Linked DNA regions of Mus musculus: all the other regions are linked to region 3. A link is a contact called in public HiCAR-type and HiChIP or PLAC-seq data. All regions are on one chromosome and are shown on one strand. Each heading gives the region's core, a stretch centred on a gene start, on an enhancer-like site or on the middle of the called end of the contact. The rest is flanking DNA. Distances are from core to core; before and after follow the strand shown. Region 1 overlaps Sufu (SUFU negative regulator of hedgehog signaling). Region 2 holds the start of Oga (O-GlcNAcase). Region 3 holds the start of Pprc1 (peroxisome proliferative activated receptor, gamma, coactivator-related 1). Region 4 overlaps Sufu (SUFU negative regulator of hedgehog signaling). Region 5 holds the start of 2310034G01Rik (RIKEN cDNA 2310034G01 gene).

Region 1 (4,596 bases), core at 741-3,240, 400 kb before region 3:
CTTGAGATCAGCTTGGGTGGGCTACACACAATAAAGGAAGAAAGGAGAAAAGGAGAGATGGATGGGCCGGCAGTACTAGTGGAGAAGGCACGACCAGCAACTTTGCGGTGTGACTTGGTACTGTACAGTGAATCATTTTACAATAATTAAAAAACAAACAATGCTGGGCATGGTGGTACATGTGTGTAATCCCAGCACATGAGCGTGTGAGGCAGGAAATGAGAAGCCAGCTTACGCTGCAGAGAGCAAGAGAGCCTGTCTGCGAGGTAAACAAGAAGTAAAAGAGCAGCGATGACTGCAGCTATAGACATGACTGCCAGCCTCTCTACGGCATTCCTCTGTCAGAAGCAACTGGACGTGAGCCCCTGACACAGGAAAAGAAAAGGGCTCAGATGTTTGCACTAGAAGTTGAAGTTGCGGAGGAGGAGGAGGAGGCAGCTCAGGAATTCAAGGTCATCCTTAGCTTCACAGAAAGTTAGAGGTCAGCCTAGGCTACATGAGACCCTGTCTCCAAAGTAAACCAAGTCAGGTATTTTATTCAAGGCCAAAGGCATTTTATTCTTTGATAAATGAAAAAGAAGAACTGAGAAAGGAAGGAGACAGAAAGCCTTAAACATACATGTATATAAATGGCCACTTTTCCTTTGGCATTAGCCAGGGACAGCCTTAGCAAAACAAAACTAAACAAAACAAAAAAAACCCCACAAGTCCTTCTGGAGCCAAGAGCAGCATGGGAGCATCCAACAGGACGCCACATCCTCCTCCTCCTCCGAGAGCTTACCCAGAAGGCAGAGGCAGAGGGAGCTAACTTGCCACAGACTCTGGGACTGCAGAGGAGGCCAGTGTCGGGCTTCACACTCGCTCCCTCTCATTAAAAGCCCAGGAAGGTTCAAGGAGAGAGGTTCTCAGGCTTGGCATGGCCTTCAGGCCAGAGCTGGGGTCTGTGTCAGTTCTGTGGTGGTGAACATACGCTGTAGTGTCTTTGGGTGGACTGTGTACATTTTCTGTTAACTATTCCATGGTTCATACTCACATACATGAGGTCAGATTCCAAGGGGCAGAGTGTACACACAGAGTATACTAGTGTGTTTGAAATGCACACAGGAAATAGCTACAAACAGGCCAATAATGCTCATATATAGTTCACCCACATTGGAAAAATTCATTTGTCAGAAAATAATCAGAGTGGGCTGCTATTTAGTTAGAGACTTGTCCTGGGGAACCTGGAAGGAAGGGAGCAAGGCAAGGGAAGGTCTCAACCTTTGCCAGACAGCCTCCGAGGCTGTGTGCCGAGGCAGATGCTCCGGCTATCCTCTTCATCCTCCGGAGGCCGGCTGAGGTCATCCCAGGCACACTTGGCACTGACGCCGCTCAGGTTAGAACCGTCTGTCTCAATGCCTTTGTCAACTCTCTCCTGCTTGAAAAGAACCAAAGAGTCAGAGTGCCTTCAGTGAACTCATGTGCCCCAAGGTTACTGACCCTGGCCCAGCCACTCCACTTCCAGTATTAGCCCTTGTAGGTGCTGAGCATGGACAGCTGCTATGAGATCAGGGTCTCATTGACCTTGTTCTGTTACAAGCATAACGGCCCCTGCCAGCCCCTGGACTCCTCTGGGAACAGGGTTAGGGGAGGCAGCAGGAATGAGCCTTGGACACTTCCTTCCCACCAACATCCAGCACAAAGGCCTTTGTGCATCTTTCAGCCCCGACAGCTGTGGCCCTCAGAGCTGATGGAGGAGACAAGACCTATTTCTCTAAGGAAAGGTGGAAGGCTTCCCCTCTTCCTGATCCTCCAACAATGATCATACATACCCCACCTCACCCCCTACAGGAGTTAGGGTAGAAGCCCGCCCTGACTTGGGAACCCATACCTGCAGTTCTTCATTATAACAGCTAGAGGGGGCCATCGCCCCAGAGCAGAAGTGCTCCCTGTGCCTCTATGCCAGCTAACTTTGGCAGAGGGCTCTGGATGGGGTTCGTTTCCATTTCCTAGGCTGCAATCGGGGTCTGAAGGGCAGTGACGGGTGCACACTTCCCCAGAGGCCTTGCCTTTGTGTAGACATTGGCACGCTTCAGTCTAAACTTTCTCCAAATGGCCTCAAGGAAGAGTTGTACTCAAAACATCGCTGGATTTTCTGGTAAAACTTAATTCTGTGGTGCTGGGCTTTGGCTCAAAGGTCATCTGGAAGACGCTAGCAACCTTGTCCATAAACAGCCATACAGGCCAAATAAGCCTCCTGTGAAAAACTCCTCAGAGCCCCCATGTCCCTGTGCCAGTCTGTCCCTCTCCAGGGCTCCTAGACAAGGGCATTGTTCTATGCCTTGGTCACAGATGGTCTCCTATCCATAAGCCACCCGTTCTTCTCTCTTCTGCTGCTTTTGCTGCCTGGATGAGGCAGGCAGGCAGCAGGCAGGACACAGCTCTAGCTGTTTCCGGCAGAGCAGAGGAGAGGGGCTGGAGCTGCTTGGGGAGAACCTGAGTTTTCTTGCCAGCAGCTGCCCTGAGACCCTCAGGGGAAGGGTCTGCTTGCTCTACTAATTCAGGGGACCAAGTTTTTTTCTGAGTATAGGAGATAAACAAGAGCCTACAGAGCCCCATGCTGTGTCCCAGCATGGCTGCAGAACAAGGCTTAGGGGATGAAGCCTCCATGGTTCTTACATAAGCAGAAGCCACACAGAAAGCAGGTTCGAAGCAGAGATACCCCTGGCATCATCGAGACCATTTCAGGGTTAAAGGTACCCAGAAAGTGGAGGAGCCTCATGTGTAAAGGAAGAGGCTGTGTGCCCCAGAACTCACAGGTTGGTAGCAAAGACCCCATAGGTCTGCAAACTACACGCCACTGTACAATTTGAAGTGCCTAGTCGCTGCCATGGCCTGCCTTACAGGCCCATGGGAGCCTTACAGAAACATGTCAAGTTCAGAGATGTCCATGGCCTGCCTCTGCTGCGAGGTGAGCAGAAGGAGCTGGGCTCTGGTGCTTCTACCCCTGCATGGTGTGCAAGAAATGCAGCAATGCTCCGGGGCTTCCAGAATGCAGCTGTGTGCCAAGCAACCATCTATTCTAAACCACAAAGTGACACTGACACTGTCCCAAGCAGTCACAGTAGTGTCAGCTGCAGACTGGCAGGGTCTAACGACTCTTCCACACATCAGAGAGTGCCAACCTACCTGGGCAGGGCTGGGGAGTGAGTTAGGAAGAATGACAGGATCATTAGACCAATCAGCATCCTGCAATGGGCTGTGGGGTCAGCATAGCCTGTGCTGCTGTCTGATACAGGGGAGGGCAGCTCCCTGAAAATGTGGTAAAATGGAGGAGTAGGGAAAGAAGCAATATTCCTTATGATTACCTTTCTTTGTTGGTGGTGATCTAACTTTAAGTTGATATGTAACTTACATATAATAAAGTCCATTCTTTTTAAATGCACACATATATGTGTCAGGCTTGCTTTTCTGGGCTGAAATCTCTGTTTTCCTATGTGAGCTGTAGAATTCAGGCGACAGACCATGCCTTATCCTACTGGCTCACACACAGAGCTCCTCCGCTCTGTCAGGATGAAAGCCAGTGGTATTTGGAAGAGTGTGCTAGCAAGGTTTTCCTCACTCAAGACATACTTGCAGGTGCGGATCGATCTCAAATATGGTTTCTCCCCGCCGCATGTCAGTTATCAGCCAGGGACCGCCAGCACTGTGGACAAGGAGAGACGGTGGTAACTGGGGGCCTGCATTGATCGGCAGACATAGCCTTTGCTGTCCCAGGCCCAGATCATAAAGGGAAATGTTAGTGGTCGGGGACCACAGAGAACTGAGTGCCCCAAACAGCAAAGCAAGAACTCTACAGGTGGGATGGAGGGAGGACAGCCACCCTGAAGACCCAGGGTCCAGGCCTCCACCTTATGGGGACATGTACTCACATGGGCACTGTCCGTAGTAGTTCCAGGATGCCCTGCCCGTTCCACTGTTGGGCTGAATGTAACTCCTCAGTGCAGACACCAACAATCTGTGGCCCAGGATAAGAAGCCACTGTGGTTTAATGTCCATCCCTCCAACTATCTGTGCTTTTTCAGGGGTGTCTTAAGTAGGGGACACATAGGTAGGGTCTGTTTCAAGGCTGGTGTCCCCAAAATGTAATGGCTCCCTTAGGAGGTGCTTGCCTAGCTAAGGGGTTCCTGAGTGCACAGACAGGCACAGAGCCTACCTAGCTCTTGGCTACAGAAGAAACAACAGGCAGATTATGCCTTAAGTCAGGGGAAGTCGTCCCTAAGGCCAGGGGTGGTCAGGTAGCTGTTCCCACAATAGCGACACTTTTGTGTAAATCTTGAGGACACCAGCTTAACCTTCTTCACCTTGACCTCGTTAGAACTGCAAGCATGAGCTGCAGCTGGGGAGAGTCGCCCACTGGGGAAATAGGACTTAAGCCTGGAGCTGGCTTTCAGCTGGGAAGTCTGTCCTGCCTCTGGCCCTGCAGTGTGAAATCAGATAGCCCACCACAGGGAAAAGAAGACCAAGGGGAGTCTCCTGCCCTTTATTCTCCCCCTCCACGTTCCCCTCTGTTCTGGACTTTTCCCACAAGGATAAACTGTCTGAGACCTCTGATGG
Region 2 (4,692 bases), core at 853-3,352, 270 kb after region 3:
ACTCAGTGTTCCCTCTAACTACGGAAAGAACTGGTCAGGGCACCTGCATGGAAGGCTGGAAGGGAAGAGAGAAGGTACTGCTCTCTTCCAAAGGACCTGAGTTCTGTTCCCAACAAACACCTTCAGTGGCTGGCCACTGCCTCTTCTGCTGCCCCCCCCCCCACACATTAAAACAAAAAAGTCTTGGATGGGGCTGGCAATAAAGGGGCTCCCACAGCTTGAGCCTGACAACCTGAGTTTGATCTCCAGGATCCACAAAGGGAAGACAACTGACTTCCTCAAGTTGTCCTCTGGGCCATGTCCAAATGGGCTACGGCCTGTGAACCCACACAAAATAAATAAGGCCACCAAATCCCTGGAGTGTTTGTATAACACGTACAAGGCCCTGGGTTGGATACCCAACACTGCATAAACCTGGCAAGGAAGTTCTCGCCTGTAATGTGCACCCCTGCAACGTCCCTGGAGCTACAAGGTGGGCTACTGCGACGAAGTATTAAAAAAAAAAAAGACTACTTTTTATTTTTTAACTTTCTTTCTTTTTTTTTATTTGTTAGATATTTTCTTTATATACATTTCAAATGCTATCCCGAAAGTTCCCTATACCCTCCCTCTGCCCTGCTCCCCTACACACCCACTCCTGCTTTTTGGCCCTGGCATTCCCCTGTACTGGGGCATATAAAGTTTGCAATACCAAGGGGCCTCTATTCCCAGTGATGGCCGACTAGGCCATCTTCTGCTACATATGCAGCTAGAGACACGCGCTCTGGGGGTACTGGTTAGTTCATATTGTTGTTCCACCTATAGGGTTGCAGACCCCTTCAGCTCCTTGGGTGCTTTCTCTAGCTTCTCCATTGGGGGCCCTGTGTTCCATTTTATAGACTGTAAGCATCCACTTCTGTATTTGCCAGGCACTGGCATAGCCTCATACAAGAGACAGCTATAACAGGGTTCCTTCAGCAAAATCTTTCTGGCATATGCAATAGTTTGACTACTTTCTTAACATTGAACATGAGAGGTTTGTTCCCAAACAGGGCAGATTTTTTTTTTTTTTTTTTTTTTTTAGTCTTTTTGAGACAGGGTTTCTCTGTATAGCCCTGGCTATCCTGGAACTCACTTTGTAGACCAGGCTGGCCTGGAACTCAGAAATCCGCCTGCCTCTGCCTCCCAAGCGCTGGGATTAAAGGTGCGCCACCATCGCCTGGCTGGCAGATCCCTTAAGGAACCAAAATGTCAAGTGTACTCTGAGGCAAGCCCTTAGAGTACAGGAGGCAAGCCCTTAGAGGCAGGGTTTCCTTGGAAATGCTGATGCTAAGGCTAAAAGGGTCATGTCCCTTACGCACACCGCACACTCTCCATCGCCATAACAAACTCGCCTTCCACTCTCTTCTACTTTTATTAGACGTTTGTTTTCCCTGTGCTTGGAATGCAGTCTTTCTTCTCCATACGTAGTCTGGTGAATTTCATACCACAGCCTCTCCCAAAACAAACGTAGGGCTCAATCAGGCAGAGACGTAACAGCAGGTTTTAACCATATTATGAGGTCATAATGGTCCCAACAGCCCAGGATGAGGCAAACTCAATAAAACAGTTGACTGCTCAATTTAAAACACGGTTAACTCCGAAGACAGGATAGAAGAAACAATGAGTCAGGACAGAGGCGTGAGCTGAGCTCCTTGGCATGGTGTCTTCACAGAAGCAGACGTGGGTCAGGCAGCCCCGATGAGCCAAACTGGTACAACAATCTCCAAAGTAGGTCAGTGTCTCCTACCACTTTAAGAACTAGAAGTATCGTCCCGGCGCCTGCGCATTGAGAGGGTAAACACCTCCTTTCCGCCCCCCCCCCCCCCCTTCCTCCCAAACTCCCCGGCCGGCCGCATTCTCCCATGTTCCCCTCCTCCGGGTGGGGTAATGGTCCGACCCAGAGTGTGGCGCTCATCCCGGAGGGTGGCGAGCCAAAATGGTACGTCCCACCGCCGCACACCTCCGCGGTGTTCACGGCGCCCTTTGTCCTTTTTCTCCCCTAGCAAATAAAGCGCAATGGGCTTATCCCAAGGAAAGGCGGGGGAGCCGGGCTGGGGACCGGTCTGAGCCGGTCTGTAGCGCAGGCGCAGTGCGGATAAACAGGAAGCGGGCGGCAGAGGCAGCGGCAGGAGCTGCTTAGGGACTCCGGTGGGGGAAGAGAGCCGGAGACGCCGGGCTGTCCGGAGGGCGGCGGGCGTGGAGGACGAGCGAAGGCGCCTCCTCGGTCCTCCTTCCGTGGAGACGCGGCGGCTGCCTCGCCCTCCGCTTAGGCTCCCGGCTCCCAGCGCGGGGCGAGGCAGCGGCTGACAAAGGGCTCGAGCCGGTGCCGCCGCCCTTCTCATCCGGGCACTCCGGGCCCCCGCCGAGAGGAAGGGGGAAGGGCGGAGGGGGAGGGGAAGGAGCCCCGGAGGCGCGCGTTCGGAGCCGCGGCCCCTTTGCAGGGCTCCGGGCCTTTGGCCCAACGGACCGAGGCCGAAGGGGAGCGGTGGCCGGCGGCAGGAGGATGGTGCAGAAGGAGAGCCAGGCGGCGCTGGAGGAGCGGGAGAGCGAGCGCAACGCCAACCCTGCCGCCGCCTCGGGGGCTTCGTTGGAGCAGTCGGTAGCTCCCGCCCCCGGAGAAGATAACCCATCGGGAGCCGGGGCTGCGGCCGTGGTCGGGGCGGCCGGAGGGGCCCGCAGGTTCCTGTGCGGTGTCGTGGAAGGTGAGTTGGCCTTCCAGTCCCGCGTAGGTGTTCAGCCTCCGTCCCCGGGAGGGGCGTGCTGGTGACTTTTCCCGCAGTTCCCCGCCCCCAGGACGGGAGGCGTCCGTCATTGCTCACACGGGGTTACGGGGAGGAGACAGACGGTGGGCACACTTCTTTACCCTCCGCTATGTCACGGCTTCGGCGACTCCGGGCTATGGAGGAGCCTGACCCCACCCTCCTCTGGCTTAGAGCCACACAGATTTGTCGGAGGAGGAGGCGGTGGCAAGGAAGGAGCCTGTGGTCCGGCTGTGGGCTTCACTTCTTTGTACCTTGGGATCTTAGTCCGCAGAGATGCCTGCTTTCAGTTGAAATTTGTGCAGCGCTCCCATCCCCCGCCCCTATCCTTGTAAGGGGAAAAAAAATCAGCCCTCACAGGCACGTTTTTACCCGTGAAGGAGCGCAGTCAGCTTATTATATTACAGATTCCTTCAGGCTTAGGAAATTGTTTTGTTTTTATTTTTATTTATTTATTTTTGTTAGCCTGTAAGCCTCCTTCACCTCTTAAGACTCACTTGTAGCCCAGAAAAGTATCATCCTTTAACAATTGCTGTTTTTTTGACTTGGGAGTGTGTGTAAATACCAGTATATCATATCTCAGAGCATCTGTTATGTGGAGTTAGAATTCAGTGAAAGTCTTAATTTCTGTCTTCTCATTTACAGTTGAAAAGGACGAGGGCGTTTTGATAGTAAGGGAAGATGCCGGAAGATCTTAATTACAATTTCTGAAATAGAATGGGTGGATACCGAGCTCAGGAAAGCTTAGTTCTTCCCTAAGCACTCCGTAATTTGAGTTTTCTTATGGATTTTTTTGTTTGTTTGATTTTTGTTTTGTTTTTAGTGGCAAACTCAACGTTTTCTAGTTTCTTTCTCTATTATTATTATTATTATTACTGGGGAATATAAAAACTAGTACTCAGGACTGAAGAGATGGCTCAGCGATTAAGAGCTCTTCCGGAGGTCCTGAGTTCAATTCCCAGCAACCACATCCATGGTGGCTCACGACCATCTGTAATGAGATTCGATGCCCTCTTCTGGTGTATCTGAAGACAGCCACCGTGAACTTGTATATTAAATAAAATCTTGTTTTTTTTAAAAAAACAAACCAAAACATTTTAAAGACTAATACTCAAGCCAAAAGGGATAAAGTTAGGTTGGCCTCCTGGTTGAGAGCTCCAGCTTTTCCACTGTCATGGAAGACCGAGGTCGTAGGTCTGGTAGTTGAGAAAGGTTAATTGGAGGGAGAATATTCTTGGCAGGAAGACATGGAACAGCAGGGCAAAATTTGGGGGAGCACCGTTGTTCCTGGAGCCCAGATTTATGAAAACATGAGTGCTTTGTGCGTTATACATACTGGGCTTGCTGGAGTACAGACATTTTTAGGGGGAAAAAAGTGGAATTTTTTTTTTTTAAAGACATCATCACAGTTTTATTTCTGACAGAAACCATGGGTCTGAAACGGGTTATACAGAGTGCTAAGATCTTCCTGACTACCTGTTGTTCGGCTCGGCAATCTTCTGTAAATGAGAAAAGATGGAAGTCCTATTTGTGGGCAGGTCTCCTGTAGCCTAGGTGATCAGGAGCTGAAGCACAGAACGACCTTAAACTTGTTATCTTCCTGCCCTTGGAGTGGCCGAGATTGCAGACCACCATCCTACTTTAGGTGTAAGCTTTTGCTGTTGCTTTTTGTTTTAAATTTCCCCACACTATCCCAGTGTGTCATGGAATTCACTTTGTGTCCCAAACTGGCATTTAGTTTGAGGCCATCTTGCCATACAAGAGTCTTTATTGTATTGTCTCAGATCCTAGGATGGGGAAGGATAGGAAGAGAACTCTGAGGGATACAGAGAATTCAGAACTAGCCATGTTGTTGACAGTCTGTAATCTAGGGTTGGGAGGCCAGCCCTGGTAACAAAGTAAGATCTTGTTT
Region 3 (4,910 bases), core at 87-2,586:
TTCCTGACCCATTAAATGTTCAACTACATATATTCAATAGTTCTCAAACCACCTCTCACTTTTTCCTATCTCCATGAAAAACTCCAAAAAGCCTCACACAGACACAATTCCCGAAGCTGTAGCTGAGAATTCACCCAAGCACGCCTTAACTATCTCCTCCCCAAAAAAGATGCTAGAAACAAAATGAGGGGAAAAATTAAACTAGTCACAGGTTAGTTGACACTCCCATGACCCTTGAACCACACATATGAAGGACTGCAGGCAACCAAACCGCCAATGTCTATGACACACAACTCACTCCAAGACGGTCAGACAGAAGCCTCCACGAACTCCTTTCTCCACAGCCCTTTAGTCTCAAATCCTCTAATCCTCGCCTCACACCCTGACATTTCTAGGAAGCCGACTTTGAGAACATCTGGAAAGTCCACCATCTACCGACAGAAGGCGTTGTAGACGCAGGCGAGAGAGAAAAAACTCCTAAGGCTCTGAGCAAAGTTGCCTCCAGCAGTCCCTACCTCCCTCCAGACCAGAGGTCCCAGCACAGGCTTTAGAGATGGCGGGAGCGGCTGAGACACACCCAGTTCCCGGCAGTGCAACTCCGGCGCGGATACTAGATGCCCGACAGCCTGGGACAGGAGCCACGTGGACATCCCTTCCCCGCCCCCACGTGGACCCGCGCCCCGAGCTCCCCCCGCCCCCGCCGGCGAGCCCTACCCACGTGGGCGCCCGCGCCGCCTAGGGGGAGGGGGAGGCAGACAAGTTCTCCCGGGAAATCGTCCCCCCCACACCCCACGTGCTCCGAAAAAGGAACTACGGCGCCAAGCTGGTGAAGCTCCTCCGGCATCCTTAGGAAGAAGTCTTAGCCTTCAACTCCAATCCCGAGTCCCTGACGCCCCATCTAGGGCCACCTTTCTGACGCCCGACACTGTCCCTCTGGCGTGCCCAGGAATCGCCGCAGGGTCCCTGGCTCTGCTGCCATACCCTCCGCAGACAACTTCGGTCTTTTCAGCCCTACCCAACTCCCGCAGCATCGGCACGCAAGTGCTTCCTCCCTTTCCTGTGGCGTCCACGTGTCACCGCCCGGCACACGCCGCTTTGCTGCCAGCCGCGGGCCGCCGGCCACCCTCTCACCTGCTCCGCGGCGCTCACGGAGCCCCCGGTCCCATACGGCGCTTGGCTTCGACTCGCCCAACTGCCGCCACGCACTCCACCGCCAGGGTCAGGACCCGGGCCCCCAGTCGGAGGCGGCGCGACTCGGTCTCTCCGTCCCCGGCGCGCCGCCATCTTGGCCCCTGAACACCCAGCGCTGCTCTGATCGCCGGCGCCGCCTCGCCCAGCCGATTGTGGGAAAGGAACTACATCTCCCGAAGGACACTGCAAGACTACGAATCCCAGAAGACCATGCAGCGAACCACTTTGCAACCTGGAAAAAGATAAAGGCCCTGACCTCCCTCGAGGATTTCTGGGAATTGTAGTCTATGAAGGAAGATTAGCGGGTAGTGCTGTATGCGTATTGTAGGGCTCACTTTTGACCAAGCTGCTGAGTACGCAGTAGTAAGGAAAATATCACTTTATTTTTTGTTAAATTGCCCAGATGTTAGACCTCTTTGTTTGATGTTCTTCCTCCTGTACTTTCCTTCCACCTTACTTCAAGTCGACCGCTGTTTTCAAGCAGCACCCCCAAGTGGATACTCCCAGTCTAGACACTAACCCTCAGCTAATCTCATACTGCAGCACTAGTGCAAATGTTTCTATAAAAATACCGCATCTTCCATTCTTTCGCTACAGTTACTCAGAAAACTAGGTTGGTTTCTCTCTATCAAACTTCTTTACTCCAGAATTCCTTGCCATCCTTCAAGTGTTCTTCACCGAACAGTGGCGGCGCACTCCTTTAATCCCAGCACTTGGGAGGCAGAGGCGGCAGATCTCTGAGTTCCAGGACAGCCTGGTCTGCAGAGAGAGTTCCAGGACAGCCAGAGCTACACAGAGAAACCCTGTCTTGAAAAACAAACCAAGCCAAACAACCAAACAAAAAGTGTTCTCCTTCCCTTTGTTTCTCTGCATGGAACTTCTAACCTCAAAATAGCCTTCAAGTCATATTTAATGTAGGAAAGCTTTTCTGATTATCCCAGCCAACCACGATCCTTTTCTGTATTTTTACACTTCATTCCTATTTCTAATGTTCATTCATTCGTCATATTTTCAGTTTTTTAAAGCAACACTTATTATTACGAAACCTTAGATTATTGGAGGGGGTTAGAGAGAATGCTCAGTAATTGCGATTACTTGTTCTCTCAGAGTATCTAGCATCCCTTGTCAGGTAGCTCACGAACACCAATAACTCCAGCTCCAGGTGATCTTTAGATCAGATTTTCTTTGGGGGTGGGGGGAGGGTTATTTACGTATGCATGGCATACACATATATTTGATACATTTGATTGCCAATGAGATAGCTCAGCAGCTAAAGGAACTTTGCCACCAAGCCTGAATTACATTCCCAAAGTCCATTAGAAGATGTGGTGCGGGGCTGGAGAGATGGCTCAGCAGTTAAGAACACTGACTGCTCTTCCAAAGGTCCTGAGTTCAAATCCCAGGAAACACATGGTGGCTCACAACCATCTATAATATCTGATGCCCTCTTCCGAGGTGTCTGAAGACAGCTACAGTGTACTTACATATAACAAATAAATAATAAATCTTATAAAAAAAAAAAAAGATGTGGTGCAAGGGTTGAAAACTGACTCTCTAAAGATGCCTTTGGGCATCCACACGTGTGCACCCACCCTTGCAAACCCATAAACACAAAGTCAATAAACCTATAGGTCAAAAAAAATTTTTTTAAGATTTATTTATTTTATGTATGTGAATATACTGCCACTGTCTTCAGACACACCAGAAGAGGGCATTGGATCCCATTACAGATGGTTGTGAGCCACTATGTGGTTGCTGGGAGTTGAACTCAAAACCTCTGGAAGAGCAGTCAGAGCTCTTAACTGCTGAGCCATATCTCCAGCCCTGGAAAAAAAAAAAAAAAGAACCCAAATTATTTGAAATAGTCCAAAACTGGGGGCTGGAGAGATGGCTCAGCAGTTGAGAACACTAGCTGCACCCAACCATCCCTAGCTCCAGTTTCAGGGCATCTGCCACCCTCTTCAGTCCTTCACAAGCACTTCATAAAGGTAAAACATTTATACCTACAAAAAAAATAGTAAGGTAGAACTACTAAAAGAGATTCAACATCTACTTCTGGCCTCCAAACAAATAAAAAGCACACACATATCAAAATACATAGCAAGCTAGGTCTGGTGGCACATGACTGGAACACTGCATGGGGGTGGAGGTGGCAAGAGGATTGTGAGTATATTCAAGACCATGAGCCCATCAGATAGCTTAACCCATAGAAGAACCCAAGGGCCTGAATTCTTTCTCTGCAACCTACAAGGTAAAAAGAAAGAAAAGAACTGACTTCTTCAAATTGACTGTTCTCTCTCTCTCTCTCTCTCTGTCTCTCTGTCTGTCTCTCTCTGTCTCTCTCTCTCACACTCACAGACACACACTCACAAACAAATCATGCACACAAAAGCAATAAATAACGTGAAAGAAAGAAAAAAAATGTAAGAGTTCAAGACCAGCCGGGCAGTGGTGGCTCACACCTTTAATCCCAGCCCTCCGGAGGCAGAGGCAGGCAGATTTCTGAGTTTGAGGCCAGCCTGGTCTACAAAGTGAGTTCCAGGACAGCCAGGGCTACACAGAGAAGCCCTGTCTTGAAAAACAAAAACAAACAAACAAACAAACAAACAAAAAGAGTTCAAGAAAAGTCTCCACCATATAGAAAATCTAAAATTAACCAAGCCTATGTGAACCCTGTCTCAACAATAAAAAGAATAGCAACACATACTAGCCACTGTATTGGGGGGAAGGGAGGTTCTTTGAGATAGTGTCTCTGCTAAGCCTCGCCTTAGACGTGTAACAGTCCTGACTCAGCCTACTGAATGCTGGAATTACAGAGAACGAGCCAGACAGGTCGACTCCAGATTAATTTAAAAGATGGCATCATTCATTCTGTATGTAATGATGTCACAGTTTGCTTTTTTTTTATTACATATTTTCCTCAATTACATTTCCAATGCTATACCAAAAGTCCCCTATAGTTTGCTTTTTTTCATGTAGCAATGTGTTAATGAAGTCACTGGGTAAATGTTTCCTGAGAAAACCGGTTCCATTACAGGAACATATAATTATTTAAATGTTTCCATTATTTCTTAATCTTCACTTTAATATGCTAAGTTATTAAAAACATCATTGTACACATCCATTAGATGCCTAAGTTGGCTTTGGACTCTTGATCCTCCTGTCTTTGCCCCCATGCCTGGCTGCTGGTTTGTTTGTTTGTTTGTTTGTTTGTTTACTGTAGTAAAAGGTTGGGAGTAGCTAGTTTAAGATAGGGTCTCTGGTAGGCCAGGTTGGCATTCAATTTTTTTTATTTTTATTTTTTTCCAAGATAGGGTTTCTCTGTGTATCCCTGGATGTCCTGGAACTCACTTTGTAGTCCAGGCTGGCCTTGAACTCAGAAATCCTCCTGCCTCTGCCTCCCAAGTGCTGGAATTAAAGGCCTGCACCACCACGGCCGGCTTGGCCTTCAGTTTTATCTACAGTCAAAGAGGACCTTGAAGTCATTATCTCCCTGACTTCAGATTCTAATTTTTAAGATTACAGGCATTTGCCAAGAAGTCTAACTCTACTTTGGTTTGGTCTGGCTTGGTTTTAAGAGATAAGGTCTCTGGCCTGGCTGTGGTGGCGCTCGCCTTTAATCCCAGCACTTGGGAGGGGAGGCAGGCAGATTTCTGAGTTCAAGGCTAGCCTGGTCTACAGAGTGAGTTCCTGGGCAGCCAGGGCTACACAGAGAAACC
Region 4 (4,770 bases), core at 10-2,509, 410 kb before region 3:
TCTGACAGTGGCCTTGGCCACACTAAGCTGTCACTGTCCCTCAGGTCCCCTCCAGCTAAGCCCCCCACCCAAAGCTGGGCTCCTGGGGCTCTTGTCATTCTAAGTGTTGTGTGTTTCAAATTTAGCTATCCTGACTTCCCCAATCTAGCCCAGCAGGAAAAGACTGTCATCCATGGATTCCATTCAAAAGGTAGGACTCTGGCCTGGGCTGGGCAACCCAGAACAGTTCTTCAAGTGTTCAGCAAAATACCAGGCTCGGAGCACTTGTTTTTAAATCATTCGAGCAGCAGGCCAGAGCTACTCAGGATGTCTGAGCTGGACAGCCACCCAGGAGCAGGTCTCAACTTACAAAGGGTGAGCACAGGGGCTCAGAGCCAATGATACACTTGACAGGCAGATCCCCTCCCTGGCAAGTCTGAGGGCCGCACTGACAGCAAGGCAGTGGCTCAGCCCGACTGCCCCTCACCCCAGGTGCTGGGCAGCTCGGCTCTGCTGCTCTGCTCCTCCCAGGACCCACCCCCAGATGACTCCCCGGTCGCCAAGGCAGCCCTTCCTGTGGCTCCCAAAGCTGCCTTGGGAACTGCTTTTCCCTTGTCTCACAAGAATGGTGAAGGAGACAAACACTGGCCAAGAGGGTCACAGCATTTCAAGATCGGAAAGAAACTCAACCTGCTTAATTTACCTCTTTCCTTTTCAAAAGGAAAACATATCCAAGGCCAAACAACAAGCATGAGCATGGCAGGCCAGCTTGGGAACCGTGGCCTTCTGACCACCTTCTCTGGCTGCCTTCCAAGGAGGGCAACCCCACATTTTCATCCGGGCACTACTGATGGGTTCAGACATGGGGTAGCCTGGGGCTCAAGTAAGAGCAGAACACAGGAAACAGCAACCATGTTTGCTTCCTCTGTGTCAGGCTTTCTGTTAAATGCACAGGTTTGCTCTATGGGTCCTCACAGCAAGCAAGGACACTCATTTAGCCCTTTTATAAATAAAGTGAGCACAGATAACCCAAATTACAGCCGTGGTTTTATTTTGGGGGATAATGGGATTGAAACTCAGAGCTTTGTGTCGGCTAGGCAAATATTTTACCACTGAGCCCCACCCTGAACCCCACTGAGTGCCAGGATGTAACTCTTATCTGATAACACCTTCTCCTATTCTATGCAGCCAGGCTGCTCACTGGGGCTGAGGCCTGGCCCGCTGCGGGTGGGACCTTCTGGAGAATTCCAGCCTCAGTGGGCCAGGCAGAAACGCTGATGAATAGCCTCTGGAGGTAGGGTGGGGGCTGCCAGAGAAGACTCACATAGCACACAGGGCTTGAGAGTCTCAAGCTGGAGGGAAAAATAAATTGTTGAAAGTCAGCTAAAGTCACCTTGGTAACTGCCACAACACACTCACCCAGAACGAGGACATCAAACCCAACTGCAAACAGCTCTAAAGAAGCGGCAAAGAGCTTAATCATCTGAGGAATTAATGTGACAAGTGCCCACATTTACACCTCCCACCAACCTTCAATCATTTGAGAAAACATACTTTAATCTTTTAAGAAAAAAAAAATCTCAAAATGCTAGCTCTGCACTCCTGGAGCCTGGGTATTTCCGGCATGCAGCTTCAATGGAAAGGCGGCTGCTTCACACACGCTGGGGCCCGGCTTTTTGCTGATTTGTTTTTTCTGGACATCGATGCAGAAGCATGAATTATTTGTGTGGGCCGGGCGAGGTATTAAATCTGCAGCCGACACAGGTTTGCATGGTTGTCAGCTTAATCTTAGTCATAAAAAAATAAGTAGTGTGCTAGGCAGCATGGCCTCGTTTTTCAGCTGGGCTTTCTCCATAGTGAAGGAAGGCAGAGCTCCTGGGGCTGGGGGCTGGGAAGGCCTAGGGGACCTAGGTCCCATGGGATCACGAGTGTGCTCTAGGAGGCACATCGCAGGCTCACATTCTAGGTGACCTTGGCAAATGACCTTTTTCTCTCTCTCTCTCTCTCTCTTTTTTTTTTTTTTTTTTTTGAGACAAAGCTTTGCCATGTAGCCCAGGCTGGTCGTTTCTTCTTTTTAATTTTATGTTATTTATTTATCTACTATGTGTATGCACATGTGCACAGATATGCCAGTGTGCAGAGGTCAGGGGGCAATGCATAGGGGTTCCTTCTCTCCGTATGGTTTCAGACTTCAGACAAGGGACCAAGTTTTACTTACTAAAGCAGACCTGGCCTTCAGGTTCTCCCAGCATCCCTCAGTCCCTACCTGGCAAAGCCTGCTCCCAACCCTGAACCTTCCCCCAGAGACTCTTCCCTTTAGAATCCAGATATTTTGGGCTCTCTCTTCTCCTTCTCATCTCTCTGTGAATGCACCCTTTCTCTTTCTCTTCCCTCTATCCTCCTCTCTCCCCATGCGAATCCCCTGGCCTCAATCTTTGGGGCCATCGAACTTGCCCAAGAGCAGCTTCCCAATAAACCTGCCTTTAATCTAATCTAATCTAATCTAATCTACTCTAATCTGGCTTGAACTGGCTTACTTCACCAGCGGCAGAAACAACCTATCACTCTCCTACCATGTGGAGCCCAGGGGTTAAACTCAGGCATCAGGCTCTGTGGCAAGTGCTATTATCTGTTGCATGCCAGCATCCTACTCCTTGTACTCCCAGGCTGGTCTTGAACACATACAGCTAGCTCTCCTCCTGACTCAGTTTTTGGAGTTCTGGATTCCAGGTGTGTAGTATCCATCACTTGCTTTATCGGGCTTAACCATTTCTTTGAGCTGCAATATCCCTAGATAGAAATAAGTAATTGTAGGGTTAGCATCATATTTAAAACAAGAAGTGTCTGATGAGGCATCTTACAGTGCATGGGCAGCTGCAGGGCTTCTTGGACCCGCCTGAAAGACTGGTGACAGCTCTGAAAGGACCTTGTCTGCACTTATCCTGGACCCAGGATTCAGCTGCCTCTGGCCAGGTCAATTCCCTGCTGAGCGAAGGTTTTAAAAGGTAGACCAGGATTAAATGCTGGGAAGACCAGATTAAAGGCAAAGAAAACCCCTCAAGGCTTTTGCTTCCCTGAGGGAGAGAGTGGCCAAATCACCCTGTCCTCTGCCTCCCTGTATATCTCCATCCAGTGGCCTTTTAAGCAGCTCGGTGGGTGAACCAATCTCTCCCTGGCAGCCTCTGGCATCCCTAAGGCTGCTTTTGCATCTTTTTCTTGGCTACGTGGCCCCAACTTTCAACTACATTCTTGACAAGGTTCTGAAATCCTCCATCCGTTCAAGCCACCCTCCCCTGGATTCATTTGAACTCGTCAAAGTTAGAGTGTCGTGCCCAGAAGTGAGTGGCATGTGTGGAAATAAACACAGTATGTCCTCTAAGCCGTGCGGATCTCAGAGGCTGTGACCACTCTTGTCTGAGGCAGTTTATTTCTATTAAAATTGTCATCAAATTGTCTTTCTTTGTAACCTCATCTTACTACCAGCTCATACAGCACTCTGCCAAGTGAAATCTTACTCAGGTTTTCTCCCACAAGCTACCCTCTCCTGTCCTGTCCAGTGTCCAGTGTGGATTATGTGACAGTAAGAACAGACTTCTCTGTTATCTGGCTAGAGCTGTAGGTAGTGTGGTCGATTCTGAACCTCACTGGTATCCATCATCTCCGAATTCCTTCCAGACTTCACATCATCGACATAAACCATCAACTTCCTATCATATTTTCAGTCCAGTCATTGATTAAACTGAGAACAGACCTGGGCTGGGCAGACAGACTCACAACACTGCTTTTTAGGTATGCTCATCCAACCAATTATAAATGAATCCACCTTTCCCACCACCCTACTGTACACTCTCTGGACAGCTCCATTTTCTTGTAACAACGTCCAGAGCATACCCACGAAGTCTGCTGGATGCTACCTAGGCAAGGCCACAGCAGGCCTCTCATCTCACCAGACAGGTAAGCTTAGAAGCCTGACTCCGTCTCTTGGGGTTGTTTTTCCAATAGCATTCAAATTTCCTTGCTGAATAATCCAGTCCAGAGTTTTCCTGAGAGGACAACAAGCTTACTGGTCCAGAAAATGCAAGTTGCTCTTACCAGCCTGGACTTCTACACGCCTCCAGTCTGCTGGCACTCACCTCCTTTACCCCGAGACCATCATGACTTTATTCTGCTAATTCTTCCAGTGTTCTGGGGCCACAGTGATGTGAAGCAGGGCTTCTGCCCCGTGTGGTGTGGGTCTTCCTAGGTTGACATCGTTTGGTTTTCGATGGATACAGAATACAGTTACAGTACATGGTGCTTCCTGTCACTGCTCAGCCAACTCTGTCCAAACAGTAAGCCCTAGGTCTTCCCACTCCAAGCCAAGTCCTTTATGCCAGTCACACTTGCTTTCAAGATCCAGTCCTTGAATTTCAGCTGTATTTATTATTGCACCCCCACCCCACCCCCACTTGATCTTTCAGGACAGAGTTTCTCTCTGTAGCTCTGGCTGTCCTAGGACTCACTCTTCAAACTCAGAGAGCCATCTGTGTCTGCCCCCACGGTGGCCATTATGCCCAGCAAATTCTAGCTCTTCTTGACCCTGCTACTTATATCTGTGGTGGTATAATACACCTTTAGATATTATCCATATTCTTTTTTAAAAACCTGAAGTGTGTGTTTCATTCTCTACATACCTACACTGGTATCTAGAGCTACCATGCTTCCTTTGGGTTTTCAGGGAACTGTTCACAATAATACTGAGATACCACTTGTTTTGGAAAACTACTATTGTGTGGAGTGTGGATGTCTTGG
Region 5 (4,570 bases), core at 1,426-3,925, 290 kb before region 3:
GAGAGACAGAGATGGGGAGAGAGAGAAAGAGAGAGACAGAGAGAGATGTCTGAACAGAAGTAGAGTAGAACAAGAAGGTCTGAACAGAAGTATGTATATACACATATAGACACACAAACTAAAAAGAAGAAATCATAGAGCTGCAGGCCACCCAGCACTGCACCACTAGACGCCGTCTCCAGAGGTGAGGAAGAACACAGGACAGCCGGCTCATCAATGAAGAGCACACAGCCTGTTCTTCCAGAGGACCCATGTTCAATTCCCAGTACCCATGTGACAGCTTACAACCATCCATCTATAACTGCAGTCCTAGGGGACTGAACCCCTCCCTTTTCTGACCTCTGAGGGCTCCTGCACACACCTAGTGGACAGACATACACTCAGGCACACACACATACACATGAAATTAAGTTAACTGTTTTGAAAAGACGAAAGTGTAGCATTTCTAGAATCGGGATGAAGAAATACCACCCCACAGCTTGATCCTTCATTGTACCTAAAAACTCCCCAGACCAGAGAAGCATGAAGGCACCAATGTAACACATAGGCTCTTTGCCTTCTCAGTTCTGGCTTGAGCTGGGTCTGGGGTGAGCCTGTTCACCAACCAGGTAAGACTAGATTCCTTGAGGAAGTACAAACAGGTAGAAAGGATGACCAGTCCTGATGGGGTGAGATGAACTCATGGGTAATCCTGGATATTTCTCGGGTGCTGGTTAGAGGGCAAAGTTACAAACATTATGTCCTTTTGGTGGTATATAAACTGAAAGCCCAAGGGTGTAAGACAAACCTAACAGTTGTGGGAAACTGGAAGTCTGAAATGGGTCCCACTGGCTAACCAGGAAGGTGTTGGCTGGACTCAGTTCCCCTCTGCAGCTTCTGTGGTTTAATCTATTGCCTCATGCTTTCCGATTTCCAGACACTGCCTGTACTCCTTGCTCTCGGTACTCCCTCCATCTCTAAAGCCAAGTGGTGAGTGGTGTTTCCTGGATGGCATCAGTAGGACTCTGGACCTCTTTCATGTTTGAAGTAATTACACTGGTTTTATGTCACCCAGAATGCTCTTTTAACGACTCGATAGTCATTTTATCCCTAAGTTTGCTTCCAGGAATCTGTGCACTGCATATGTGTAGGAGCCCTCGGAGATCAGACCCCCCCCTGAAAGTGGAGTTGCAGGCGGCTGGAGAGTCACCATGTAGGTAACCGCAGGGACCTGATTAGAAATCGTTGGGAAGTGTTCAGTATTCTAGGGAGTGCCATCTGTGAGCTCAGGCAGTTGAAGCTGTGGACAGACTGGTGGCTCCAAGCCAGCTCAAGGTGTTTCTCTCTGCCTAGTAACAGGGAGGTGTGGCTCGGGCTGGGCATGGAAGGGGAAAACAGCACTGAAAAGCAGTGGGAAGAAGCTTTATTCTGGACGGTTCTGCCTCTCCCAAAGACTGGAGAACAATCCCATGAGGCTGAAGGAGGCAAGTGAATGGATGGTTACAAGGGGAAAGATAACAAGGGCTGGGGGCTCAGAAGCCTGGAGAGCAACTGTGTCGTGCCATACATATATATATGAAGCCAGGGATATGTTTGGGAGAGGAGCGGTATGGTGGGCCCATGCTATGGCATCCCTTCCCCCAGAGGTACCAGCCATATATAGAGCATGGGGAGGGGAGTTGAGGGAGATAAAGGCGGGGGGGGGGAGAGATGGGGAGAGGGAGGAATGGGGAGAGGGAGAGGGGAATGGGAAGAGATCCACAGAGCCAGCAAGACAGTGAGGAGAGGGGCAAGCAGTCCCTTTTATAATGAGTCAGGCATACCTGGCTGTTGCCAGGTAACTGTGGGGCGGAGCCTAAAAGGAATGCGAACAGATTGTTAGGGTCTCCTGTAGCCCAGGCTGTTCTGAAACAGGATGACCTGAAGGCCTGGTCTTGCTGCCTCTACTCTAGGAGTCATGGGATTACAGGCAGGATCTACCACACCCGCTTATGTGGTGCTGGGGACCGAACACAGGTGTTTGTGCATGTCTGTTTCTGTATTGACAGACCTACATCCCCGGCCCGGGAATATCTGATGAGGAGGAGGGGAGCAGAACCCCTGACCCAGGAAAGGTTTCTCAAAGCCATCAGGCAGTCACACGAAACTCAGGCAAGAGCTGGGGGACCAGTGACACGTGCTTATTATGAATTATATATCCATACCCATCCATCACAGGTCTGGACCCAGTAAAAATGCCCGCCATCTGAGTTCTAGGTCATGTATTCTTACGTCTGCCTGCCGCCCAGGGAGGGCGTCTGGCCTCGGCTGCAGACTCTCACCTACACCTACCTGCCCGCCCCTCTGCTGCTGCCACCTATCCAGACCCACAACTTCTGCAGCCGGCCGGTGGGCCTGAGCACGGCCCCGCGAGAACTCCACTGCTTCCATGGTGCAGGCGCGGCCCTGGCCTCTTCCACGCTGCCCTGGTGGGCCTTCCCACCGCCGGATGCCGCGGCCCCCGGCTCGTCGTTCCCCGCCTCCGCCGTGTCCGCGCCATCCCAGCCCGGGCGCGACGCTGCGTGGCCGGAGGGCAGCAGCCTGCAGCTGCAACTGCGCTGGGGCCGCGTGGAGCGCATGCGGGGTCCGCCCCTACCGCTGCCGGACGCCGTGCGCCGCGACTTGCGGCGCGTCTACGGCACCTACCCACGCACCGACGTGCGCGTCACCAAGCGCGGCGGCCAGTTCTTGGTGCGGGCTGTGCCGCGTGTGGGCGAGCCCGAATACAAGGTGGCCCGGCACGTAATGCGCAAGCCAGCCAGTGGCGACGATGGGGACAGCGGGGACAGCCCGGCCGCTCCGGAGGCGGTGCAGCGTGGCCGCCTCAAGAAAAAGCAAGGACCAAGATGAGCATCTCAGCGCGCCTGCGAGTCTGTCGATCCCCGCTCGCCGTCCCTGCTTTTGATTTCCCTGGAGTTATTGCTGAACCGTGCTGGGAGAGAAAGGTGTTCGGTCCAGAGGGTCTTGAAGCGAAAGCAGCATCTCTCTCCCTTCTTAGCCCTCCGTGTGGGTCCCACTCGCCTTTTTCTCTCCCTTGCACCACAACTCCCCTCTTTACAAAGCTGAGGGAGCCAAGCAATTCCCAGCTTGGAAACGGAAGTAAATAAATGAGCGACGTCCAGCATCCAATACAAGATAAAGAAGCGGGCATTTTGCCATCTGTGTGATTAAAGTCTTTACTCTGTATGTAGCCTGACCCCTGGGCCTGCTCTTAAGCAGCAGCTCTACAGTATGCAGTGGACAATCTTCTAGAATCGCCTGCCTGGACTTACTATCCAAACGTCATCTGAAGGCCTATGATAGTTCTGGAGTGTGGGAAATGTCTCCTGTAAGCTAGGTTTAGAGCTAGTTCTGACATTTTTCTAGCCGTGTGTCGTCCTTAGCCTTTCTGAACCCCTTAGCTATCACATCTGTAAAACACATAAAGTTAGGTGTTCAAAGGAATGTCATTCGTTTTCGTTCTTTTGTTTTTTCCAGACAGGGTTTCTCTCTCTACCCCTGGCTGTCCTGGAACTAACTCTCTAGACCAGGCTGTCTTTTTTTTTTTTTTTTTTTTTTTTTTTTTTTGGTTTTTTCGAGACAGGGTTTCTCTGTGTAGCCCTAACTGTCCTGGAACTCACTGTGTGGACCTGGCTGGCCTCGAACTCAGAAATCTGCCTGCCTCTGCCTCCCAAGTGCTGGGATTAAAGGTGTGCACCACCATGCTTAGCCTTTATTCCCAGTTTATGTTAAATCTTTAATTAATTAATTTTCAGATAAAGGTCTTGCTATTTTACTGACTGACCTCAAACTGGTTGCAATACTCCTGCCCGAGCCTGTTGTGCCAGAAAGCATTCACGAACTCCCAAAGACCACCTAGGAGCCGTTTCTGATGTAATAGCACTTGGGGCTCTTATCTCTTTATTACAAGCTTGGGCTTGGGTTCTCCCCCAACCCAACCCTTACAGCAGGACAGGAAGAGAAGGCAGAGCAGCCTGGAACCCTCAGCAGGACAAGGTTTTATAGGAAATGGGAGTAGGTGAGAGTGTCCCAAACCTGGCAATATCTAACTGAATGTCTATTGTAAGCTGACAGGTGGGTGTTCTGAAACAAGACCAAAGGTCTGAAAGTACATTTGAAATAATCATATTAATCTTTGGTTAACTGTTGCTAAGAAGTAGCTAGGGAGCGGTAACTCTGGGGTATGGGCTAAGGACAAGCTGTGGGGTCCTTCCTGGTACTTGGGAGTAGCTTGGGTTCTGCTGTAGGTCAAGTTCTCAGGCTTTTTTTTTTTTTTTCTTTAAGATGGAGGCCAGTCCCAAGATGGAGTAGGTTTGCCCTCTCAAGCCTACAGGGGTCATACATGGGTATCACATCTGACTAGTCTTTTTTTTTTTTTTTTCCATAAATACAGCTGAAATTTTCAGTATTTCAATGTAGTGTTGTTGATGGGCTTAGTAGAGCATCCCTTAACCCTAGGACTTGGGAATCAGAGTTAGGAGGGAGGATACAGAGCCAGACCCTGTGTGTGTGTGTGTGTGTGTGTGTGTGTGTGTGTACGATTTTACATTTT

Evidence for each region. HiCAR-type assays count read pairs that join an accessible place to other places. HiChIP or PLAC-seq counts read pairs in DNA pulled down with a chosen protein or histone mark.
Region 1: an H3K4me3 HiChIP or PLAC-seq map of pro-B cells shows a contact between it and region 3, with 3 times the contacts expected there. The contact joins the enhancer-like site here to the promoter of Pprc1 in region 3. A contact is called at or near these places in 1 of 15 datasets of contacts at CTCF or cohesin (the NIH/3T3 cell line), 1 of 484 Hi-C or Micro-C datasets (B cells), 6 of 115 datasets of contacts at active chromatin or transcription factors (the HPC-7 cell line, bone marrow-derived macrophages, extraembryonic endoderm stem cells and 3 more) and 1 of 9 other capture datasets (pancreatic islet).
Region 2: a contact with region 3 is called in an H3K27ac HiChIP or PLAC-seq map of extraembryonic endoderm stem cells. The contact joins the promoter of Oga here to the promoter of Pprc1 in region 3. A contact is called at or near these places in 13 of 39 promoter capture datasets (the C10 cell line, the HPC-7 cell line, the SN4741 cell line and 9 more), 1 of 15 datasets of contacts at CTCF or cohesin (large pre-B cells), 4 of 484 Hi-C or Micro-C datasets (CD8 T cells, bone marrow-derived macrophages and embryonic stem cells), 27 of 115 datasets of contacts at active chromatin or transcription factors (the 230-238 cell line, the HPC-7 cell line, bone marrow-derived macrophages and 17 more) and 5 of 9 other capture datasets (adipose tissue, embryonic stem cells, liver and 2 more).
Region 4: a contact with region 3 is called in a HiCAR-type map of embryonic stem cells, with 2.6 times the contacts expected there. The contact joins the enhancer-like site here to the promoter of Pprc1 in region 3. A contact is called at or near these places in 1 of 39 promoter capture datasets (embryonic stem cells), 1 of 15 datasets of contacts at CTCF or cohesin (the NIH/3T3 cell line), 1 of 484 Hi-C or Micro-C datasets (B cells), 5 of 115 datasets of contacts at active chromatin or transcription factors (astrocytes, bone marrow-derived macrophages, embryonic stem cells and 2 more) and 2 of 9 other capture datasets (macrophages and pancreatic islet).
Region 5: an HNF4G HiChIP or PLAC-seq map of pancreatic cancer cells shows a contact between it and region 3. The contact joins the promoter of 2310034G01Rik here to the promoter of Pprc1 in region 3. A contact is called at or near these places in 9 of 39 promoter capture datasets (the C10 cell line, the HPC-7 cell line, cranial neural crest and 4 more), 2 of 15 datasets of contacts at CTCF or cohesin (CD8 T cells and the NIH/3T3 cell line), 4 of 484 Hi-C or Micro-C datasets (B cells, bone marrow-derived macrophages, embryonic stem cells and 1 more), 16 of 115 datasets of contacts at active chromatin or transcription factors (the 230-238 cell line, CD8 T cells, the HPC-7 cell line and 7 more) and 4 of 9 other capture datasets (adipose tissue, embryonic stem cells, liver and 1 more).

What each region holds. Positions count from the first base shown.
Region 1 is chr19:46,449,980-46,454,575 of GRCm38.p6, reverse strand. Sufu (SUFU negative regulator of hedgehog signaling) reads right to left here. Exons shown (of 12, transcript NM_001025391.2): 5 at 3,912-3,997; 6 at 3,613-3,685; 7 at 1,261-1,414. Among named protein-coding and RNA genes, the nearest start is that of Trim8, 49 kb to the left of the region's middle. Within about 2 kb of position 1,990, at least 134 of the 459 cell types and tissues checked have an H3K27ac peak or open chromatin away from gene starts, as enhancers often do. A contact at or near this core is called in B cells, the HPC-7 cell line, bone marrow-derived macrophages and 1 more, where this site is marked.
Region 2 is chr19:45,780,963-45,785,654 of GRCm38.p6, reverse strand. Oga (O-GlcNAcase) reads left to right here and starts at 2,102. Exons shown (of 16, transcript NM_023799.4): 1 at 2,102-2,723. The coding sequence starts at 2,525.
Region 3 is chr19:46,052,965-46,057,874 of GRCm38.p6, reverse strand. It overlaps Pprc1 (peroxisome proliferative activated receptor, gamma, coactivator-related 1), which reads right to left and starts at 1,336. Exons shown (of 14, transcript NM_001081214.1): 1 at 1,132-1,336. The coding sequence starts at 1,284.
Region 4 is chr19:46,467,535-46,472,304 of GRCm38.p6, reverse strand. All of the region lies in intron 8 of Sufu (SUFU negative regulator of hedgehog signaling), which reads right to left. Among named protein-coding and RNA genes, the nearest start is that of Trim8, 32 kb to the left of the region's middle. Within about 2 kb of position 1,259, at least 147 of the 459 cell types and tissues checked have an H3K27ac peak or open chromatin away from gene starts, as enhancers often do. A contact at or near this core is called in astrocytes, embryonic stem cells and pancreatic islet, where this site is marked.
Region 5 is chr19:46,347,093-46,351,662 of GRCm38.p6, reverse strand. It overlaps 2310034G01Rik (RIKEN cDNA 2310034G01 gene), which reads left to right and starts at 2,675. Exons shown (of 1, transcript NR_040418.1): 1 at 2,675-3,462.